4 separate regions of the Mus musculus genome follow, and regions 2, 3 and 4 are each linked to region 1. Evidence: chromatin contacts called from public HiChIP or PLAC-seq data. All regions are on one chromosome and are shown on one strand. Each heading gives the region's core, a stretch centred on a gene start, on an enhancer-like site or on the middle of the called end of the contact. The rest is flanking DNA. Distances are from core to core; before and after follow the strand shown.

Region 1 (3,161 bases), core at 314-2,813:
CAGAAGTGTAGATCTTGCCAATTTAGCTTCCTGACTTTGGCCATAGCTACAATGTTATAAGTGTGACATCACACAGACTGTCATGTTAGGGATGCCCAGTTAGTTATGTAGGGTCATGCCTGCCTGAGGGACACTAGTGGATCAACAGAAATCTAGAAATAGATAGATATTCCACTTTCAAACTGTGCTTCTGTCTTTTCCCCACAACTCTCTGATCTTTGTAGGAATTGATCCTCCCAAAAACATCACAATTAGCAACGTGACTAAGGACTCCCTGACGGTGTCCTGGAGCTCTCCTGTTGCGCCTTTTGATTACTACCGAGTATCGTACCGACCCACCCAAGGTAATGATATGATTTTGTTTCTCAAACATAAATAAGGCTTGAAGTTGATTAGAGATTATTATGGGTGCATGATCACAACTACACAGCATACACCCTCATACCATACTTCCTCAAAATGAGAGTGTATTGATGAAGAACAACAGAGAAACCATGAGTTCACCAACTTCTCTCAAAATAGGCTCTCAAAATATCATCAAGAGAGCCAAACACTTTACCATGGGAAATAACTGGACACCGTTAGCTAGGCTGCGCAATGAAAAACAATGAAGTGAGGCCTAGATGGCTTTACCAAGAGCCAGTGCTACACATACTATGCTGAGCATAAAGTCTAAGACTAGAATCCTGGATATGGATAAAGACCCAGCAGAGCCACATGGAGCCCTGAAGGGAACCACAGTGATCCTAATTCTGCCATTGTAGCCAATGTATGAGTCAGAGAAGTTGGCCGAGAGCTTGCCTGCATACTGCCAGTTCTTGCTGGTATATGAGGCATTGTTAACAAAGTAGAGAGAATGTTCACTTCCAGCCAGAGGTAGGACAGTTTTCCAGGCTACCTTTCTCTGGGCTGCATAGGGCACTTTTTGCGGTGGCTCTGCCCACTCCACTTCCACTATACTGATATGCCCGCCTCAGAGAAGACCGGTCTGATAGAAACCTACATAATAAATAGCTCATTTACTTTTGTTCTAAAAAGCCCATAAGATGAAAGAGTGAGGCCAGCGTATAAGATCTATTTAAACTCCACCATTATCATTTATGAGTCATGTATCTGCCTTCCCTTCCCTATTGCATGCTGAGCCCACACCCATCTGTGCCTCATGACCCACTGTCCCAATGTACACTGAGCCATGGACCCACTGATAAGAGAGCTGTTGAACGTTTAGTGATGGATTTTGTTCTTCCTCAGTGGGACGGCTAGACAGCTCCGTAGTGCCCAACACCGTGACAGAGTTCGCCATCACCAGGCTGTATCCAGCTACTGAATATGAAATAAGCCTCAACAGTGTACGGGGCAGGGAGGAGAGTGAACGCATCTGCACCCTGGTGCACACAGGTAAACATGGCTCCCTTGCTGGGTGTCGGCTCAGGACATAAGCAGCAGCCTTGAAACAAACACAGGAAGCAGAGTGAAATCACTCCAGCGCATACAGTGGATACTGGCTCCGGGGCCTGAGACGCCATTCTTTGGCTCCTCTGACTCACTGTGTCCTTCAGGACAAGTTGTGGTTTCTCTCCCCACAGACTGTTCTTTCTAATTATAGGAGTTTGGTGAGTCACACTTGAGGAGGAGTCTTGCTCGTTCAGGTTCAGAATGTTCATGGAACTTCCTCTACGAAGAGCGCCCTTTCAAAGACGCATGATGGAGACAGATTCCACAGCAAACATTTGAATCATAGGATCTCTTTAAGTCTTGGGGGTTGAGGAAACTTCAGAAAAGCATTGTTATTCCAGTTTCAGGAAACTAGGGGTGGATTATTCATCATATACAGCCACCCCATAGGTGTATTGCCTTTGCTCCAGGGAAAAGGCTCTAAGTCCATCACCTGTATGAAGGCAGTAGAGGTGAAGGTGACCCTTTGTGGCATCCCCAGCTGCTTTCAGGAACACTATGTAGTTCTTGTTCTCCTGTAGGAAATGTCCTCTGTGTCCTCAGGCCCCTTCACAGAAGGAAGGTGGGGAAAAGAGATGGGCTTTAATATGAAAAATAGGGAGGAGAAAGTCTCCTACCATGCCTTTTTTCAGAAAACTGGCTCTTTGGATAAGCCTGAAGATAGGGCTCCTTTTCTGTAACTCCACTAGCCTCCCTTCTCTGGTCCTTAAGCAAGTATATCACATAGGATTAGCACAGATTTGCTCTAGATGGCAGTGGAAGGCACAGCCATCAGTTTCTATCCTCAACATCGAGAACCTTCTAGTTAAACCACAGTTTCCACTACACATAGGAAAACATTCAGCCTGCCTCATTAAGCGAACACCTGGATATCCCAACGCTGCTAAATTTCCCTAGAGATGGTGATTTCTGAAGGAGGAGAGTGTGCCTAAGGAGTCCTCACTGCTTTGTAAATACTCTTACAAGCGCCAAAACATTATCTATTAACACAGTGACCAAAACGTCATTCAGAAACATAAAAAGGTACCTTTCGTAGTCTCCCTCCTTCTGGTAGATGCACTATGTTTTGTCAGTGATCATTAAAGCAGGCAGTGGATAAACATTGACCAGAAGTAATGACCATTCAGCCAAGAAAGCCTGAAAATTCTGCCATATTTTCTCATTGAAAATCATAAAAAGGATTTCGAGAATATCGTGTTCCCAAGATAAGAGTGTTGTGACTCAGCCCAAAAGCTAACTCGTGTGATTCTTGGCCACAGGCAGCAGACATCACAAAAGCAGAAACTCAGCAGCACACCAAGCCACCCTGTCATCTTTCAAGTTAGTCAGACTGGTTCTGGTAACTTCCAGTCACTGTGCCACGCTCAGAAGTGTCTCCGGTTGTTCTTTTCAAGTCATCACAATAATCTTAAAACTTGTAGAATGACAGCTCCTTCAGGAGATGGTACACATCTCAGAAATCATCCAACCATAGACTCTAATAGGAGTTGAATTTAAAGACGTTTTTGAAAGCACAGATTATGAATAAAATTCAAAACACTGAATTGTAAAGTCTTTATTTCTTCTTGTTACTTTGGGATGAGGAACATAAGCAAAAAAAAGGGGGGGGGAGAAAGAAAAGAAAAGATAGCAAACACAGCTCATTTAATCAAAGAACAGAGGTAGGCCGATGGTAGGTCGTGGTTCCCAAACGTAAACTGTATGAC
Region 2 (3,161 bases), core at 186-2,685, 480 kb after region 1:
AACAATACACCATAGAGGCCAACCTCCTTCCTGGCCTCAGTCTGTTCTGATTTCTAGCCAGTTTGCCCTCTCTGCTCTCTCAGCAGAGTAGTCAGGAGGCCCCACCTGGCAAGAATTCATCTTTCTTCTTTCCTCCTCTCCCCTGTGTTCTTCATCTAGCATAGTGTTAGGCTGGACCCCTGTTCACCTCTGCTCAAGCTGGGAAACCCCAACTGCCCTTCTTCCCCCAACCCCTCTTGCACAGAAAAACAGAACAAAGGACTGGCTCTTAGAGCCCAGTACTCCATTCTTGGCAGCTGTCCCAACCTCCTCCCCTGATGCTGCCAGCCACCCAGATCCCCACCGAAGTGCTCAGCTCTTGACCATACTTGGGCACAGTCCCAGCTCCTGGCTGACACATCATCACCCCTCAACTAAGATCTTTTATAAAACTTCCCCCATCCCTAGGCCAGATGTGTGAAGTGACTTCCTCAGTCTCTTTCTCTGGGACTGATGAACAGGTCTGGGAGCATTGCCTAATAAACCTGCCTTTGTATCCTTTTAATATGGTCTAATCAGGCCTTCATCAGCATCACCCAGAGAGAGCAAATGCCTACCACATAGTATCTACTGCTACTCCTGGTATCAGGGGCTGAATAGAACACTCTTCTTCACAGGGTCCTCTAAGCTACTCTCTTCTTGGTCTCAGATTGTTAGCTCTCTTCTTCCTCAAATTTTTTCTACTGAAGTCACATGGCATTTGAGTTGGACATTTTTTTTTCCCTGAGACAGGGTTTCTCTGTGTAGCCCTGGCTGTCCTGGAACTCACTTTGTAGACCAGGCTGGCCTCGAACTCAGATACCCACCTGCCTCTGCCTCCCAAGTGCTGGGATTAAAGGCGTGCACCACCATTACCAGTCTTGGGCATAATTTTTATGTGTTTTTATTTCATTTCTTTTCTTATTATCTATATCTGTCTATCTATCAGTCTATCTATCTATCTATCTATCTAGTATTTATTTATTTATTTATTTATTTATTTATTTTTGAGACAGTGACTCACTATGTAGCTCTGGTTGGCTTTGAACTCACTATGTAGAGAGACTGACCTCAAATTCACAGAGATCCACCTCTCTCTGCTTTCAAGTGCAAGTTAAAACCATGTGCTTTATTTCTTTCTCCATTCACTGAAGTTTGTGAAAGGTCAGGCCAAGAGCTGGGGTGTATAGTCTTTTCTTTAGCTGGGATACTCACCTGGCAGAACAGTTATGAGTGGTAAACACTCTGGCTGTAGTTGTTAAGGTCACAACTTGTCTTGTCTGCAGTGGTCAGGCTGAAATTGCCTTTTAGTGAATTTCATGAAAGGAACCTGACTTTTGTAAATTCTGAACTTTCCCTCAATTGCTCAACTATCTCTTGCCCACATCTGTGGAGTGTGCTATTTCCTACTCATGTTAAGCATTCAGTTCTATCAGAATCTGGTTAAAGACACTTTGGTGAGTAATCCAGTGGTTTTCATTGCTGGCTATAGCATAGCTCCAAGTCCCAGGCAGTTGTTCTTAACTAGAACTTTAATGTAATCTGTGGCTCCTTAGTCTCAGGACTCTAAGCCTTGTAGACCATTCCATTGTTTCCAACACAGACATCCAAGTTACCTACACTCCATGACTTTGAAGTAACTAAATGGAGCCTTGGAATGTCTCCACTGGAGGAAGTGACTGTGTGGGATGAAGCTGGGATGACTGTATACTGAATGGTCATTGCAGTAGACGATGACAGATTATAATTATTCTCTATGAAAATGTGTTCTTCCTGCTGTACAGATTAGAACTGTAACAGGACATATGAATATTGAAGTACAGACTATATTTCCCAGTTTCCCCACAGTTGTGTGGCCATCAACAAAACTTTTGCCCAAGTAATATAAATAAAAGTGTAATATGGGGGGCTGGTGAGATGGCTCAGTGGGTACTGACTGCTCTTCTAAAGGTCATGAGTTCAAATCCCAGCAACCACATGGTGGCTCACAACTACCCGTATTGAGATCTGATGCCTTCTTCTGGTACATCTGGGGACAGCTACAGTGTACTTATTTATAATAATAAATAAATCTTTTTAAAAAGTGTAATATGTAATTTATTTGCTTAAACAGAAACTGCCTGTTCTCCACTACCTCTTCCTGTGACTGAGAAGTGGATGTGGGGGATGACCTAGCTTTAACATGCACATGAAGCCAATGCCTTAGTGGGCTGTGGAAGAAAACCATTCATAGAGCTGGAGTCTGAAAGAGGGCAGGGAGCTGGTACAACCACTTTTTAGGCAAAGCCTTTGCACTGGGCTCTGGGAGAGAGCATGCTATCTATTAAACCACCTTTTTATAGTTCCTCTTTCATATACCTTTATATTTAAAATTTTATATTTAAACTAAATGTATATATATACCTGTTACAGATAGCTGGTGATTGGGTGGAGAAAGAGGGGAAGGTGGAGCTGAAGGTTTTGGGAGAGAGAGGACTTCAGAGGAGGAGAAAATGCAAAGTGGAGTAGAAGCGCCTGGCCTGGAGAAACTGCAAGTTATAAGGGGACTCTTATATGGGGAAGATGGTACTGTAGTGGTAGATCTGCCCAGTCTAGGCACACAGCATGTATTCATATTAATTGAGTTGTGTTTTCATTGCCAGGGCTTACTTGGGTTGGAGATTTACCACAACATATACCTCCCAAATTTATAAATGCTAAAAATGGAGGATTTTATTCTAAATTTATTTAACTTTCCCCAAACTAAATTCTTACAGTTCAAGGAAAGCAAGAATGGAGAAACAGCAAGCCAGAGTTCTGGTTGCTATATTTCTAGTAAAACTTAAGCCTTTTCTCAACATGCACAAACCAAGTATCAGATAAATTTATGTTTCAGTTACATTTTCTCTGACTGGTTACACCATTGTGATGACAGCAATTGATTTTCAAAGTGAGTCATCAAATTGTCAACATCCTAATGAACAAAATTAGTCTGTTTCATGCTGAAAGCAGTGCTAGAAACTCGCACAGATAAAGTGTTACGCAAACGTATGAACAGTGACAGCCTCTGACTAAAGTCCTCTGAGAGCTGATGAGCTCACACACAGTGACAGGGCACAGGAAGGACCGGACAAGCCAAGTGTGACTACAGCATCCATGCCACT
Region 3 (3,161 bases), core at 442-2,941, 450 kb before region 1:
CTCCTCTTTCCTTCCTTTCCTCTCTCCCTCAGTCCTTTCACCTGCTGGGCCCTCTTAGGAGTGCAAAGGCTTCCGCTCAGAACTCAGCCTCTAATATGATCCCTCTCCAATGGTGGAAGTGGTAGGAAGAATGTGGCTGCTTTCTTCTCTTTTAAGGAAGGCTCCATCTCTCAGTTTCTGAAATGATGGAAAGGGTGAAGAGCCCCAGGCAGGACTAGGCTATTAATTGCTTCTTGCTGTGGCAGTGACCTTTGTCTGTACAGGGCATTTAGAGCTCTTTTATTTTTTTCTTTTATTTATTTATTTTTCAAATTCCATCAGAGTCTGGAGCCTTTTCAAAAGCTATCTTGTTTCTGAATAATGTATATTGAATTCATTGACTCTACAAAAGGCAGAGTGGGGTCTTGGGATTATTTAGAAAAACCATACAAGGTGAGTCTAGACAGGCAAAAGAGAGCATTGCAAAATATAGGTATGATGGCGTCATGGAGAGACAGTCTCAGGTGAAATATAGGATTACATCAAAAGCGACCAGAATTTTTTTTATTCACTGGACTAATGTGGGTGAAGCTCTTTGTGCTGGATCCTGGCCCTGCTCGGATGAGCCACTTCAAGTCCCTGCTCTGGAGGAGTTGGCAGCTGATTCAAGTGGGGTCTGGTGACCATACTAACGATACTAACCTTATTACAGGATATCAGAGGATCCAGGGACCCTCTGAGAAATTTTAAGTAGGAGGGGGTGACTTGATCTGATTCTCATTCTACAGAGATATTCTGGAGGTCAGTGTAGAGCTGAGCTGTAAGGTGAGGAAGGGCTCCTGCAAACTCATTTGGATGCTCTTGTCATAGTCTAGCTGAGAAATGATGGGGCTCCAGGATCATCTGGAGCAGTAGGCATAGGGGGAACAGAGTTTTAGAAATACAGAGAGAGTGGTACTTGGAGGTTGGGGTTAAAACAATTGTAAATCCTTTTATCCTATGGTCTCAGAAGGTTAAAGAATCTATGTTAGGTCCTTTTAAGACTTGGCAGAGTCAAGATGTGACTTCTCTCTTTGGCTTCCTCCTGAGAGTTCCATCTATTACTTAGAAAGCAGCTGCCTTGCCTTTCAGATGAAGGTCCTGAAGTTATCACAGAACTTCGGGTGAGAAATTTTCTTCAAGACAGTTCCATCTAACATCCTGCATGTGACTGGCCCCCATCTTTAGTCTTCCAATCAAGAATGTTTACATACCTGAAGTTGAGGAAATCAACCTCTCCTGTGGTTGTACACCCTAGTCTTGGAAGCCTTCTTTCCAAAATGATACTTAGACTTGCCTTTGATGGATTGTCTCCATTGTTAGTTTTACTCTGGGAAACACCAAATGTAAAAACCAAACAAAATACAGGGCAGCTTAGAAAGCTCTGATGGACAACGAATTCTCATCCTAGAAGCAATATTTGATTAGAAGAAGGATATAAAACACTCCCATGGGACTCTCCCCTTCTCTGAGGAGAAAGGGAAGGGGAGTAGGGGGAGGGGCATGTGAGGGTAGGACTGGGTGGAGAGAAAGGAGTGGTCTGTGATCAAGCTGTCAAGTGATTAAATAAATTAATCAATGGGGAAAATAAACCCTTGTATGTTTGTAAGTACTAGGCAGTCAGGACAGGCAGGGTGGAGCACTTCTTCCTGTGTTGACTCACTGCAACTGCTCTAATCAAAGAGTAAGCCTAGCAAACATAGTGAGAGTATTTCACTATCTAAACATTGCGTTTGTAGACCACTCCCTTTATCAGCCATATCCTGCTCTTCTTGACACCTATGGTGATCCACCAAGACCTTGTTTGGTGCTGGCCATGTCTTATTTCTTCCCTCTGACAATGAGGATGAAGAGTTATCCCCAGTGATCTGCACCCTTGTCTAAAACCTCTGCAAGCAGACTAATTATCTACTGTACCAGCTCAGAGGCAAACACTTAATTGGTTGTAAAGGTCTGTGAGGTCATGACCTCTTACTAAACTCTTCCCATTAAGTTCTCATGTTTACACAGCACCACTAATTTGGCTCATCAGTCCTCCAGAAACTTCTTCACTTCCTGTATCTTTCTGGAAAGCTGATCTCTTTCTTGGGTTTGACTTGTGGTGTGTGTGAAGAGGCCTTTCCCTAAACCATCAGAACCAAGTATGTGATTGGTTCTTTTCCTTTCCATTCTCACACACTTGGACAGATATACATTTTCAGGTCAACTAGCCCTCTCCTCCCCAGGTCACCTGTGACTGGCTCCTTGGCTCTTCCTCTACCAGGCAATGGTACCCTGAAATATTGCTCAAAGGCCCCAGGGCCCCCTCCTTCTTACAGCCTGAACATATTACTACAGATGTTTGCAGCAGGGGGAACATCTGTGGAAAACCCTATGAAAATGTGGATAGTGATAAATTAAACAAATATGCACACAAGCCAGGTTTCAGAATACAGAGAAAACATGCCAGAAAAAAAAAAGAAGGATATGTGAAATAGGGGCAAAGAGAAACAATAACACAAAACACAAGCAGGCTGAGACATCAGAGCTTGGCATGGAGAAAAATGAATGCTATTAGAAATGAAGAGAGTGCCAGAGCCAGTCCACCAATGCTCCTCACACTGAGCTGACAGATTATAAACAAGAATAAAGAAGGGTTAAAGGAATATGTGATTACAGTACACGAGAAAAAAGTAACAAGATAAAGGAAGTCTAACGTAAATAAGATCTTGTCTATGGAAGAATACACATCTGAAGAAATTGTATGGAAATTATAAACAAAATCACAACAGTAGAAAGCTTCCCATTTTTTCCTTTTTTTTTTTTTTTGGTAAAGATTTTAATTTGTATAGGAGCTTCTCTTTCAGGATTAACTACCAGAGGAAATACTGCTGTTAAAGGTTTGCAGACAACAGATATACCATGTAAATAAAGAGAAGAGAAACATAACTTTAAACAGCCTAGATCTTACAGCCTAAACTATAGAGCAAGGAGGATTAAAATGGAGCTTATAAGATTCTTAAATCCAATGTCACGTATTTACACTCCAAGGCTTCAATAAGGAAAAAGAAACATGCACTCCTGAGTGACAAGGCTGGATACTGCGGGTGACAGTGTGTTGCCAGGTATCTCCAAGATGTGATCCTATTAAATAAGCAGCAAAA
Region 4 (3,161 bases), core at 255-2,754, 310 kb after region 1:
TGCAATAGTTTAATTGTATAAAACTCGCTTTTTAAAAGATTTGTTTATTTATTTATTATATGTAAGTACACTGTTGCTGTCTTCAGACACTCCAGAAGAGGGCGTAAGATCTCCTTACGGATGGTTGTGAGCCACTGAGTGATTGTTGGGATTTGAACTCAGGACCTCTGGAAGAGCAGCCGGTGCTCTTAACTGCTGAGCCATCCCTCCAGCCCTAAAACTCATTTCTTTTTTGTTTTGTTTTGTTGTTTTTTTGAGACAGGGTTTCTCTGTATAGCCCTGGCTGTCCTGAAACTCACTTTGTAGACCAGGCTGTCCTCGAACTCAGAAATCCACCTGCCTCTGCCTCCCGAGTGCTGGAATTAAAGGCGAGTGCCACCACGCCCGGCCCTAAAACTCATTTCTTACTCTATAGCCTATAAACATATCTTTCTGACTTTCAAGCCCCTTCCAGAAGTTTGGCTTTCTGAAATTGTAACACATTAGTGAAACTTTTCCTGTTTTTAATTGAAAAGAAATATTTTTATACAGCATATTTCCCCTCCCTCATCTCCTCCAAGATCTTCCCACTTCCCTTCCTATCTAACTCCCGATGAAAACAAACAGGCATCTTAAAACAACAGAAACATAATAAAAGAGTTTGCCGTGTACCCATATCTTGAGATGACTGTAGATGATGCCCAATTATGTTGTGTGTGGCGTGGGGGTGAGTGGGAATGAGTTTTAACCAGGGTTTGATGCTGCTTGCTGGTCTAGGACTTTTTAGATCTTAGTATGATGGCAGGGACTCCTGGTTGTCTTATCCTGCCAAATGGTTTCAGTCAGAGTTTCCCTAGCCCATTAGAAATGTTCACTAACTTGTAACGCTTAAAGAAAAAAACTCTCCTTCTTCCTGGGAGCTTCCTGTGTAAAGAGCCCAATGGGCTGTTCCTCACTGCACCCATCAACACATCTAGGAGACAGGCTAGGAAGATGGCAGGAAAGTGCCCTGTACTAAAGGGAAAACAGCAGGCACATGCACACACACCACTACCGCCGTCCAACCCACAGAGACAAAAACGTAAAACCTATACAACCTTAATACAGATATGATATAATATAATAAAATAAATATAATATATATAATATAATACATATTTAAACCCTTGGCGTGCAAGCAGAAACTCTATCAGGGCCACTACCATCTTCTTTACAGCAGAAATGTGACCAGTGCCAGTTCTGCAGGATGAGTGACAAATGCTGCCAAGCTTCCGCCGGGTGGCGCCAACGCGCAGAACACAGGCGCAGGCTGGGCGGGGCTGGGACAGAGGAACAGCAAGGGCCAGGAGAGATCGCGCAGGCTCACTATTCTCCTACTGCCTAAGTGGGCGGTCCGCATGGATGATTTGCTTATCTATGAAATAACGCGAGAGTTATTTCAAATCCCGCACCTACCCTCTCCCTCTCTATAGGCTAAATCCTGCCCTGGACCCGCCCTTTGGGGCATAAGCCCCGCCTCCACAGAACCTGTTTCCGGTGTTGTACTGCGGCGGTGGTTGGCTGGCTGGGCAGACAACATGGCGGCGTCCGTGCTAGGCTCGCTGCTGCGGACCTTCCGGCAGGTCAGGCCCCTGCCTTTCTCGCCAGCCTACCCCTTCCCTGATTTCCGTGTCCTGTGGGTCCCTCGTAACCCTGTCACCTGTAATGCGCACGGAGGACCGATCCCAAGGCTCCTATCTGCTTTCCCGTCCTGGCTAGGTTAGGAGAGCCCAGAGCAGCAGTCGAGGGCTTGGTATTCAGGTGTGATCCGTCATGTGAAAGCTGCGAGAATGACTCCGGGTTATAAGGAGCCGAGTGTGAGTGGAGAAGAGAGGGGAGAGTCGGATGATTGAGACCTCAGAGGCTCCGATTATGCAAAGAGACTGTAGGGAACTAGCTGTCAGCCAGTGGTGGCTTGGAAGCAGGTGGTGACAATTTCGAATGGGGAGCAGGCCATTCCGCTAAAGCAGAATTAGTTAAAGGAAGGGCCGAGAATTGGCTGTAGAGTTAAGGAGTGGGAGTGTTATGATGCGGATAGAAACTGGAACGAGCAGCAAAGGACGTTGGAGAAGTCTTGGATAGTTTTGTTGGGGAGGGGTGTCAACTAGAGGGAGACCTGGGTGGACCTGGGTTGTTTTTTCTTTACTGTGACATTGCGTCATATCTGTATATTAGAGTGGGGGAACACTGATATAAAGAATAGGGAAGAATCGCTGGAGATCTGCCTTTTTTTTGCAGGCAAGAGGTGATATAGTCTGTGTATGAATTTTGATTTTAGGAATGTGGTTAAGTCATGAATAGCAGTTTCGTCCAGTAGAATTGTAATGCAAACCACAAGGATAATTTAAATATTTTCTAATATTTATATTGAAGTTTAAAAAGGAGGTGCGGTTAATTTTGATAGATATTTTTAGTCAGGTCTATCCTTATCCTAACAAGTCAAAATTAGAATGACTTATGTGACATTTGCATTCTTCTGTTGGAAGCAGGTTTCAAAGTCTGTGTATCTGACACTTAAAATATATATATATCGCAGTTGGGATGCTAACTTTTGCAGTTGGACCAAAACCAAACTTTTAAGCGAGTTAATACCAAGAATTATGTCCCCACTTGTACTGCTTACAGTTCCAGTGCGTATTAGCTGTATCCATGGTTCATGGCCACTGTAATGGACAGAGGTGTCATATAACCAATGAGAGGGGTGTAGAGTGTAGTACAAATACTGCCGAGGGGGCACAGGTATGGTAGTGGGAGTTTGGAAATTCTCTCCAGATTGCTTCTAATTTTATAACTAAGGGTACTGAAGTCATCAGAACCTGAGGGTGTGGGAGAAGGTAACAGTGACTTAAGAAAGAAGAATGAATACACCTGCAAATTGTCCCCAGATTTCCACCTGAGTTGTAGTATGCATGAGGTATGCACATGCACACACAAATAAATGCCATAAGTTACTTCCTAAAACTATTAAGTCTTCCCCCCATGAGATGGCTCAGTGGGTAAAATGCTTGCCACCAAGCCTGTGCAGTTCAATCTAAGGCCCCATGTTGTAGGGGGGTAACTGACTCACAGAAGCGTTGTCCTTGTCCACCCTCCACACATGCCCGTCCATACACAAGCACACATGTGCACTCAGACATGCCAAA

The links. HiChIP or PLAC-seq counts read pairs in DNA pulled down with a chosen protein or histone mark.
Region 2: a FOXA1 HiChIP or PLAC-seq map of pancreatic cancer cells shows a contact between it and region 1. The contact joins two enhancer-like sites.
Region 3: a contact with region 1 is called in a FOXA1 HiChIP or PLAC-seq map of pancreatic cancer cells. The contact joins two enhancer-like sites. A contact is called at or near these places in 3 of 115 datasets of contacts at active chromatin or transcription factors (the NIH/3T3 cell line, embryonic fibroblasts and pancreatic cancer cells).
Region 4: an H3K4me3 HiChIP or PLAC-seq map of bone marrow-derived macrophages shows a contact between it and region 1, with 2.7 times the contacts expected there. The contact joins the promoter of Mrps14 here to the enhancer-like site in region 1. A contact is called at or near these places in 3 of 39 promoter capture datasets (the 3T3-L1 cell line and 3T3-L1-derived adipocytes), 2 of 15 datasets of contacts at CTCF or cohesin (both in the NIH/3T3 cell line), 35 of 484 Hi-C or Micro-C datasets (B cells, the C2C12 cell line, the CH12 cell line and 20 more), 5 of 115 datasets of contacts at active chromatin or transcription factors (the NIH/3T3 cell line, bone marrow-derived dendritic cells, bone marrow-derived macrophages and 2 more) and 1 of 9 other capture datasets (adipose tissue).

Annotation. Positions count from the first base shown.
Region 1 is chr1:159,888,033-159,891,193 of GRCm38.p6, forward strand. Tnr (tenascin R) reads left to right here. Exons shown (of 23, transcript NM_022312.3): 13 at 225-344; 14 at 1,252-1,398. Among named protein-coding and RNA genes, the nearest start is that of Gm31348, 110 kb to the left of the region's middle. Within about 2 kb of position 1,564, at least 113 of the 459 cell types and tissues checked have an H3K27ac peak or open chromatin away from gene starts, as enhancers often do. A contact at or near this core is called in the C2C12 cell line, the NIH/3T3 cell line, adipose tissue and 5 more, where this site is marked.
Region 2 is chr1:160,370,451-160,373,611 of GRCm38.p6, forward strand. The region is part of intron 18 of Rabgap1l (RAB GTPase activating protein 1-like); the gene reads right to left. Among named protein-coding and RNA genes, the nearest start is that of Mir1927, 76 kb to the left of the region's middle. Within about 2 kb of position 1,436, at least 57 of the 459 cell types and tissues checked have an H3K27ac peak or open chromatin away from gene starts, as enhancers often do. A contact at or near this core is called in pancreatic cancer cells, where this site is marked.
Region 3 is chr1:159,439,305-159,442,465 of GRCm38.p6, forward strand. No RefSeq gene overlaps it. Among named protein-coding and RNA genes, the nearest start is that of Tnr, 83 kb to the right of the region's middle. Within about 2 kb of position 1,692, at least 6 of the 459 cell types and tissues checked have an H3K27ac peak or open chromatin away from gene starts, as enhancers often do. A contact at or near this core is called in pancreatic cancer cells, where this site is marked.
Region 4 is chr1:160,193,711-160,196,871 of GRCm38.p6, forward strand. Mrps14 (mitochondrial ribosomal protein S14) reads left to right here and starts at 1,505. Exons shown (of 3, transcript NM_025474.4): 1 at 1,505-1,601. The coding sequence starts at 1,557.